Linked DNA regions of Zea mays: region 1 is linked to region 2. The links are chromatin contacts, called in public Hi-C maps. All regions are on one chromosome and are shown on one strand. Each heading gives the region's core, a stretch centred on a gene start, on an enhancer-like site or on the middle of the called end of the contact. The rest is flanking DNA. Distances are from core to core; before and after follow the strand shown. Region 1 holds the start of LOC100285502 (small nuclear ribonucleoprotein F). Region 2 holds the start of LOC100283672 (calmodulin binding protein).

Evidence for each region. A called contact is a pair of places that touch in the nucleus more often than the background predicts.
Region 1: a contact with region 2 is called in a Hi-C map of bundle sheath, with 2.2 times the contacts expected there. The contact joins the promoter of LOC100285502 here to the promoter of LOC100283672 in region 2. A contact is called at or near these places in 4 of 25 Hi-C or Micro-C datasets (bundle sheath, endosperm, leaf and 1 more).

The regions. Positions count from the first base shown.
Region 1 is chr5:91,347,803-91,352,955 of Zm-B73-REFERENCE-NAM-5.0, reverse strand. LOC100285502 (small nuclear ribonucleoprotein F) reads right to left here and starts at 3,474. Exons shown (of 5, transcript NM_001370715.1): 1 at 3,348-3,474; 2 at 1,512-1,599; 3 at 1,375-1,412; 4 at 1,172-1,236; 5 at 528-842. The coding sequence starts at 3,353. The coding sequence ends at 779.
Region 2 is chr5:91,539,070-91,544,053 of Zm-B73-REFERENCE-NAM-5.0, reverse strand. LOC100283672 (calmodulin binding protein) reads left to right here and starts at 3,709. Exons shown (of 9, transcript NM_001156573.3): 1 at 3,709-3,806; 2 at 3,921-4,037. The coding sequence starts at 3,946.

The DNA.
Region 1 (5,153 bases), core at 2,225-4,724, 190 kb after region 2:
CTCTAGAGTATTTACTGTTACATTAGATTAGTATGCTAAACACGACTCAACTCTAGAGTACTTACTGTTATACGCCCACATCCTGGGAGGTCTCTACTAGGCTATTAGAGACTCCAATTAAACCCTAACATTAGATTAGTATGCTAAACACGACTCAACTCTAGAGTATTTACTGTTACATTAGATTAGTATGCTAAACACGACTCAACTCTAGAGTACTTACTGTTATACGCCCACATCCTGGGAAGACGCAGCAGGCGTGTGTCAGCTAGGGCCGAAGCCGCACAGGGGACAGATCCGCAGGGGACAAGCGAACGTGTGGGGACAGAGCCCCAGGTGTTAGACCTCTGGGTCCATCACCGTAGAATATATATATATATATATATATATATATATATATATATATATATATATATATATATATATATATATATATATATATATATATATATATATATATAATCCACAACAATGCAGTTTCAACGGAGACCATTGTTTTCTCAACGGGAAAAAAAAAGAGCCGGTCATTTTTCCCTGATATAACTTAATCCGTGATAGTAGGCAATGAGGCAAGAAGAATTGTTCAAGAAATCTGATATACATTCAGCAGAATGACAGCATAGTCTAACTGAAAGCAGCTTCACCCTTGGCCCGACGCCATCATGTTTCATCACTCAAGAGAACAAAGCGATCCGATAGATCTACTTGTCACCGGCATATTCGAACATAGATGTCAGAACCATATTACATTTATCAATCTAACATTGATCGCATCTTCTCACTCTGCGTCCTCTATCTCTGCATCCTCTGGAACGCCTCGGAGATACATGACGTTGTTGCACCTGTATGTAGAAGTACAAACATAAAAAAACTAATCATACAAGAACCAAATGATTATGCAATGCAACCAGGCCTAGTTTGATCAAATACAATCGAAGATCCCAGTTCTAAAAAGCTCACAACAATTTAGGTTTTAAAGAAACCCTAGCCTCCTTCAGATGTAACTTCGTCAACAAGACCACAGTACTTTCTAAGTCTAAGTAACGGTAGTTGGAGAGTAGGGCAGCACGATGACACGATGTATGCAAGCTTTTCCAAGTATTATATCTACCTTTATTACAAAACAACGTTACTTGATATAAGCTTGAAAGAAGGGAACAATAAACATTACCTGATCAGAATCTCTCCCAGGTTTCCAGAGAATTGACCATCAATGTACTCCTCAGTGTTGGCAAGCTGCACGCAGTAGAAAAAAAAGAGGCAGCAATGAATTTTGTATGTCATTCAGTACCCAATAGATGATTAGCTATTCATCTCACGCATTCAATACACCACCACCCTTATAGTATGACAGCCAAACTGCCAAATTAGTACCTGGAGATTCATATATGAGTCCACAGAAGCAAGATAACCTGGGAATGTATAATAATTTTCAGTTTGATAAAGAGCAGCGGCAGTATTTGGAAAACAAAATGTTCTGGTTTAAACTGAACAAAAAGGAGATAACTTACCCTTGTACTCCATACCCCACTTGAGTTTGACAATAACAGGCTTTCCTGTCAGGTTGTTCAGAAAAGGTTTTGGGTTAACTGGAACGGTCTGCACAAAACGAGAGCTGATAAGTGAGTATATACCGTAAGACCATACTTTATTATGGATTGCAAACATACATAACAAGACTCATTTCATTCTTTGGATCTCTGTAGCTTATTATTACTGAAGTCCATTGGTCAACTAGATGATAACTTTCTGCCATCAATTGGAAAGGAAGGACAGACCCAGTAGGGTTTGGGTAAGGAATAACCGAGGCAAGCCTTACCCCAGCATTTTGCAGTGAGACAAAGCTTCTCAATTGGAAAGGAAGGCATTTACAAATTACAATAGTATGGTGCATAAAGAGCATCACAAAGATATGACATGCATAACACGATGCACACAGTGGCTCAATGTTTAACTGAAAATAGACCAATAATACAGCACATATTAAGCATCAAGATGTATAAGCAGGTCCACATTTTAAATCTCATGATCTATGTCACCTTGGAAAGAGACAGTGAGACCCATAATTTAGAACAAACGCAGTTGTCCGATTATCTAGTCAAGTATTTCACTGTAAATTAGATTTAACCTGCAACTTTAGCAATTCAATATAATAACAAGACTGGGAATCAAGCTTAACAGCTTATGCCCTGCTTAGCTCATTACAATTTGATGCTTTTTCATGTGATGTTGAGATCACAAGCAATTTTAGAACCGGAATGCAAAATTACCTTTGGATTAAGTTAGCAGAAACAACTGCAGCTATTATATGATACTTCAGTGGTACTGGTAAAGGTGAAACCACTGGCCTGAACTTCTGATAGGTATGACTGAGATCAGAAGCAGTGACATCCATAAAAAGAGACAGAAAGGCCTGTCATGTTTCCACATCCGGTTTTTGGCTACTCAGATATAAAATTTGGTAGTCACTCCCCCAAAAAAAGTTCAGTCCAAGCATGCCCTAACATTAAGGGGGTGTTTGGTTCCACCCAACTAAAGTTTACTCCCTGTCACACCGAATGTTTGTATGATAATTACGAGTATTAAATATAATCTAATTATAAAACTCATTACATAGATGAAGACTAAAAGACGAGACGAATTTATTAAACCTAATTAAGCCTATTACTCATAATTGATATTTCATGTGACACGAACTAAACTTCAGTCAAGGGAACCAAACAACCTCTGAGGGCTAGTTTGGTGACCAGGGAATTAGAGGCATCCATGGGAGAGGAAACCCCTTCCTATTCAATTTTGAATAGAAAAAGAAAATTCCATGTCAATAAAATCGCACAGCTGATTCCCTTCAAATATACACTGATAAGCCTTCAAAATTACTCTTCCATAATTTCCCCTCTTCCCAGTCGCACAGCTGATTCCATCAAATGTACCAAAATCGGTGTCTACTCCAGTCGCACACCTCACCTAGCTGGAATTCAACCTAGGTGTCTCAACTTTGAACGCCCTCCCTACTACTACAGCAGAAACCCCTCGACGGGGCAGTTGGCCGCGCTCACCCGCCTCCCGCCTCCCGCCGCTTGCTCGTGTCCGGTGTCCCCGCGGCTCCGCCGGTCCCAATCCGGCCTACCTACCAAAGATTCTCCTAGTACCGGAAGTGGTGAGCTTTGGGGTGCAGCACCAACTTGCCGTCGCTTGAAATTTTAGTCGATTTAAGGCGCTTGACAGATAGGAAGCGTGGAAAATAAAAGAACAGACGACGACGCAAAATCACACAAGAGCTGCGAACGGGTCTGTTTGTAAATCGCCTGAAGAGGGGCATTCCGGTGGAAGTCAGAATAGCTTACCGCCATTTGTTTTGAAGAATAGAGCAGTTCTTGTCGTCGCTCGTCGGCGCGGTTCGAGCAGAGGGAGAAAACGCCGCGAATGCCGCGAGGACGAAACGGGAGTAGCTGGCGCGGCGGTCGGGGTTAGGGTTCGGGATAGCCCAAGCGGTGTTTAGGGGGGCGGACTCTCAGAGATCAGAAACGAACCACCACCAGGAAAGTGGTTTGGCCTTTTAGGCCTCAGCCCGTTAGCAACTTTATGGGTCTTAGTGTCGATAAGTATTCTGATTTTTTTTTTATTTTAACATCGTCAAAAGGAACTCATAAATAAGACATTATCCCCATTGACGAGAGGAGTACATTTTGGGACGAAAATAAAATTTCCTACAAAGTAAATTTATATTTTTTTAAAAAAAATGGACTTATATTGTTCCTTTATCCTAGAAAAATATGTAATAATACCTATAAAAGCAACTCCAAAAGTCTTTTTATATCTTTTTGGTTGATAAGAATTGAGATTATGGTGAGAAAAAAATCCTCCTACGATATTCTAAATTAGATCTCTAAATGTTATCACTAGCTATCTAGCTAGCTAAACAGAGAAAACAAGACTGTCCATTCAAAATGCACTAGCAAAGTGTATGTATGTTGTTATGATTCCATTTGTAAGTATAGAATATAAAACACAAAGACATGTGCAATATTGGCTAGATGGGTGTCAACATGGGTTTAGAGCTAGCAACCATGATTCTGAATCTCATTTGTGCATAATTTAAGTTTTTTACCATTTAATGTGGAGGAGCACGACGACCGTGAAAACTGTTGCTTTATATAGTATACAGATTTAAGATACAAATGGTGTTTTTTATTTAAACGACACTCTAAATAAGGAGGAATTCAATATTACAATATTATGTCAACGTTCGAGAAAGGTCATAGCTTGCTAATACGTATTTTAAAGATCTCGGTATAAAAGACTATAGGGTCAGGACCACCACCCCTAGGGCCTCAGGGACCTCTTTTATTGCTGGCAAGGGATGAATGCAACCATGATCAAATATACTATAAGGTCATGTGTAGGTGTTTCGAACCTCGCTCCGACAAGTAAATATATTGTGTGTGTTCCGGACTCTAGAGAGTGTGTGTGGTGGGCGCAAGATTTATACTGGTTTGTATAGAACATCCCTACTTCCAATCATCGACGGCTTGCGCTACAGGCACCATTGATGATCAAAACTCACAATAGGAGTTACAGGTGGGCAAGAGAGGGAGGAGAGGCTCACAAGTCTCTTTATCGGGGGGTGAAAGTGGAGCTTAGAAGTTACATAATGGAGTCGTAGCTAAGTCTTGCCTTGTCGGCTGGACTCCGGTCTCCTGGTCCTCGTCGTCGCTCCTCCTCCTATTCGTCTGTCCATCTGGGGTTCGTTCTTGTGAGTGCATGTCCAAGTGAACTCGACTTCGTCTCCTCGTCCCCTTGCCTAGGGCCAACCCTTCCCTTTTATAGGGTGGGAGAGGGGTTGGCAAGCGGTAGCTTCCTTGGGAAGCTGTAAGACAAGGGTAAAACCAAGCATTTTTTACCGGGGTATAGCCATGTGTACTAGTGGCTCAGGTCCACCTAGTTGTCTCGTATTTACTATGGCGAACGACACGGACTGCATGGGCCCCTGGTGCCATCATTTAGGCTATAGCGATCCTTGACCTTCGTAGTCTGGAGCTCGACATAGTTCGTCGTGTTGTGCCCTGCCAGTGGTTTGTGCACTCATAGCTAGCCCGATAGGTCATGAGTGTGTCACAGGCCGAGGGTGCATAGACCATAAATGCACCGTA
Region 2 (4,984 bases), core at 2,460-4,959:
AATTGCCATATTGAAAAATAAGACTACTAAATCAAAGATAATAATTTCTTATGCCTTCTAACCATATCAGGTGAGCCACAAGATTTTGATGAAGTTGTGACTTATGACAATTAGACGCAAGCTATGAATGAAGAATTCATTGCACTTGTAAGGAATAAAACTTGGCACTTGGTTTATAGGGAAAGTGCGAGTAACATCGTATATTCAAAGTGGATAATTAAAGTCAAGAAACATGATGATGGTACAATTGATAAATACAAAGTTCTCCTTGTTTCATGAGGTTTTAAGCAAACATACATAATTTATTATAAAGAGACTTTTAGTCCAGTCATTAAAGTGGCTACTATCATGATTATTTTGTCAATTGTAGTAACCAAAGGTTAGTTTAAAATGATTTTTTTGCATGGTGTTCTGAAGAATAAGTAAATATAAATTAGTCAATTGGCTATGATAGTTTGGAATATCCTAATCATGTGTGTAGATTGGACAAAGCTATATATGGATTAAAGCATGTAAAGCTTGGTATGCAAGACTTAGTACTAAACTTGTTCGACTTGGTTTTGTTGCTTCAAAGGAAGATATCTCCTTTATTTATAGTAAGGGTGGGGGCACTATCTATCTATTGATCTGCGTTGATAATATTGTGGTGGCTAGCTCGTCTAATGATGTCATGAAAGCAAAGTTAGCAGACTTGCAAGCTGAGTTTGATCTCAAGGATCTAGGAGTGTCGCATTATTTTCTAGGAATAAAGGTAGAACAAATTAATGAAGGAATTCTATTAAATCAGAGAAAGTATTCTACAAGAATCATATAGAAAGGAGACATAGAAAATTGTAAATCAATGAGCACTCCACTTTCTGTCTCTAAGAAATTTTAAGCATACAGTGGTATTCCTCTTGATAATAAGAAGCAACAAGATATATAAATGTTGTAGGTGCACTATAATATCTAACCCTTACAAGCCTGTTTGGTTCGCGGTTAAATCTGCCACACTTTGCCTAAGGTTAGTCGTCCGAATTGAATAACTAACCTTAGGCAGAAAAGTTAGGCAAAGTGTGGCAATTTATGTAGGGAACCAAACATGCCCATATATATCTTACATTTTTGGTGATCAAGGTTTGCTAATACCTACATGTGCCAACAACTAAACACATGGTCACTGCTAAAAGAGTATATATATATATAAGGAACTATTGGTGTAAAAATCATGTTTGTAAGAACATTTTTTGATGTAGATTGAGCTAGTTGTATTGATGATAGAAGGTCAATATGAGGTTTTGCCATCTATTGTCTTGTCGAGAATCTAGTTTCCAAGAGTGCTAAGAAGTAGTTGACAATGTTTTGATCTAGCACTAAGGTGGGGTGCAAATAGTTAGCAAATGTTGCCATAGAAGTAATTAGGGTAGAAACAATTATAAAGGAACGTGGAATAGTTCAACATGAAGTATCGAGTTTGTGGTATGACAACTTAGGTGTGACCTACATGTCATACAATCTGAATTTTCACTCTCATACTAAGCACATTGAGATTGACTATCATTTTGTGCAAGAGAGTAGCCAACAAGTTGTTACAAATCAAGATAGTTTCATCAAGAGACCAGATAGCTGCTAGCTTTACAAAGTGTTACAAGTAAGAAGATTAAGAAAATTTTAGTACAACCTCGGCATGGGTAATTCTGACCGAGGGGAAGTGTTAGAAGGAGTAACATAGTTTGTTAGAAATCAATCTTGGTTTGACTGTAGTCTATCTCTAACAGAGTTGTAAACGACCAAGACATTATCTATGATAGAGTTGTAAATGTCCAAGATTTTTACATAGATTTTTAACTATGATAGCCTTTTTATCTAGAAACGAATTTTCCAACTCCATCACAGATTTTTACATATGATATTCTCTATTACGAAGAAAACCACTTACATATCTCAATATCATAAAATTGCACTCGATATTATAGGATTATATCTCTAAATGCAAGAAGATGGTATTTTTAGCTATACAAAAACATAGTACAATGCTAGGAAATCATTCTATTTCTTAATCAAAATAATAATTACCTCATTTATCTAGGTGGCATACAATACATGTGTGTATAAGCGTATTATCTTTGTGAGAATTTTTTTTAGAATAACAATAAACATTTCCCTTTCATTTTTAAAAGAGGACCTCCCCATTTCTATTATATTCATAACAGGAAATACAACTAAGTTTTGGATGTACCCGCCAACATAGACAGATACATCAGAGACTTATGGCAAATCATAGAAACTAGACGAGGATAACATTTTTCCCAGTGGCATTCACCTGATTCAGGTTTACCCACCAGAACATGGACCTTCCCAATCACATACAAAGTTTAAGTTGGAGAACCAATCATCAGACACAAAGTTTGAACTAAAACTCATTCAACACCATGACAAAGTGCGCCGAGTAACATCTATCCAATCGATACATGTAGCCTACCGAAAATGGTGCCGCCATTGAATCACTCGTCCTGTGTTGGATTACCATCATCATCATCAGTGTTGACAACACCTTCAATCAGATTATCCACTTTTGCATTTGCAACATGAACCAACAACCTAGCTCCCTCTTGAAGCAAATCCTGAAGCTCTTTCTTGCTTAATCCTGTCCAGTAAGTGATCAATGAACAAGCGGGTCAAATAATATCATTAGGTGAATTAATCAATACATTTTCAAAACACATTCTATTCCTTGCTTCCCAGATGTCTCAACATATGGCTGATACACCAACAGATACGAACATGTACATATGGCATATTTTTTCCAAGACACAACCAATAATGATCAATATTCATAGATATATATTTTGACTTGATGCAATTAGATACCTTTCCCAGATCACTCTATCAGTGAAAAATAGATTCCTAGCACGAACAACAATATGACCATTTCCCTATAATGAAACATGAAGCGTCAATTTAGAAAAAGAACTTGTTATTTTCTCATTTTCACTCACAAGCTTAGGCCCCATTTGGGATGCGGGGTTTCTCCGGTTTTCAGTGTTTTTACTGTGAAAATAAAATGATTCTTATAAAATTTCTGTATGTTTTCTCAGAAATTCCTGCATTCCAAAGAAGGTTTTAGACCGAGTTTGTTAACTATAGATTCTGGTGATCAGACGAATTTTATGTGATATAGATCCAAACGTTCTATTTTATCTGTCTTGGATAATGTGCCTTAAGAAAGATTATAATTATTAATCTTCTCTCAAATGTTCTTGGATAGAGTGCCCTGTTCAAATTCTAAAAAACGGCCGGCCCTATTCACGTGTTTATTATGCTCTTCAGCCTGCTCCATATGGCGGTAATCGTTGTCTCCTTTCCTCCTGCCCCCGCCAGAAGATCACGCCGTTCGTGGACCGGTCGCGGCGCCGGGCGCCCGCTCCGCCGCGCTATCCTGCCCTTGCGATATTTGCGTGCGCCGAGACCACGTCAGCCAACCAGATAACGACGTCACTGTCACTGTGGGGGCCCGCAATGTGCTGCTTCCGCTTTTTCGTTTCGCCCCGCGCCGCCACTATACCCGTTCACACACCGTATATACGTCGGGTGGGACCTGCGTAAAAATCCATGTCCGGGCCCAATGCCAGTGATCGATTTGCGATGGACGAGTCGATGGCCGGGTGCGAAGTGTCGGGCAGTAATGTATACTATAGTATATAGGTTCATTTCCCCTACCACACATCGAACTGTGTGCGCGGTCGGTCGCTTCCCTTCCCTTTTGTCCGCGATCTGGGCTGGCCCTCGTGGCCTCGTCCCGTCTCCGATTCCGGCGTCCGAACCAGGTGAGCGACCTCTCCAGTCTCCCACCCCCCGTCTCAACTACTTCTTCGCACGCGCCGAATTGTAGAGGCCTAGAGGGGCGGAATCTGACGCGAGTTTCATTGGATTCGGTGCAGATTCGCCCGGGCCTTCGTGCCAGCGATGAAGGAGAAGCGTGGGCTCGAGGACGCCGGCGGGGGCGCCGGCGACGGACGTCCTGATGCCAAGAGGTCGCGGCCTCCGGCACTGGCCAGGTGAGGAATTCTCGGGGTTCCGCTTTTGTGCGTGTTTAGCTTCGTGATGTGCTTTCTGTTTGACAAGCTGTGGAATTAGTTGCACGAATGGGGAAAACGCCGAACGCTATTGGGAGCTTTGTGACTTCAGTATTATATACTATTCGGAAATTTGGGCCTGGATTACGTTTCAGCTTATCTGTTGTGGTAGTGAGTACCTGTGGAAATGGTCCCGTTTGTTTTTTTTCGTGTTTCCTTTGTCTTGGGTGAGCTGAACTCGAGCTGATATCATCTTCAGTAGCTACCGGTGACTGGTCTGTGCTAACATCAACGTTTAAGCTAGGGTTTGGTGTAGGTTGTTGGAGAATTGGCTGGAATGATGGCAAACTGGTTGGCTGGACCGTAGAATTTGGAAGAAATATTGATCTTGGTGTTAGTTTTTTTATGTAACAGTCTCAACTCATGAAAGCATGTACCCTAGCATGGAATATTCATAGTGCCACCTTGTCCAAAATGGAAAGTATTTGTACCGTTAACATCGACCTAATGTTCCGTTAGTTGGACACGAGTAATAATGCTTTGGCCGTTGGGGTTTCGGTAAATCAGGTAATGCCCCTGTTTATTTCAAAGTTGAAGTAACCGCTGTCGAATGTGTGTTACCAGATAAGCAAAGGAATCGAGCCCAGCTTGGTTCGTTAAGGGTGTAGTTCAGTGGCTGCATGCTCAGCCCACTCAAGTTCAATTCGACAATTCCTTTTCAATACAGATTTGGGTACCTGTTTAAAGTCACTTAATTTCTCCAAGTTTGGTCTACGTTTCTAGGAGTATCTAAAGATCTCAAGTGAAATTAGAGCATGGTAGCCTATGCAAACATACAGTGTTGATGGATATGAGTCTAGATTGATTCAGGGACACATGAATTATTGTAAAGCCGTAAGTAGGAATAGAGTTATCAATCTAATAACCAG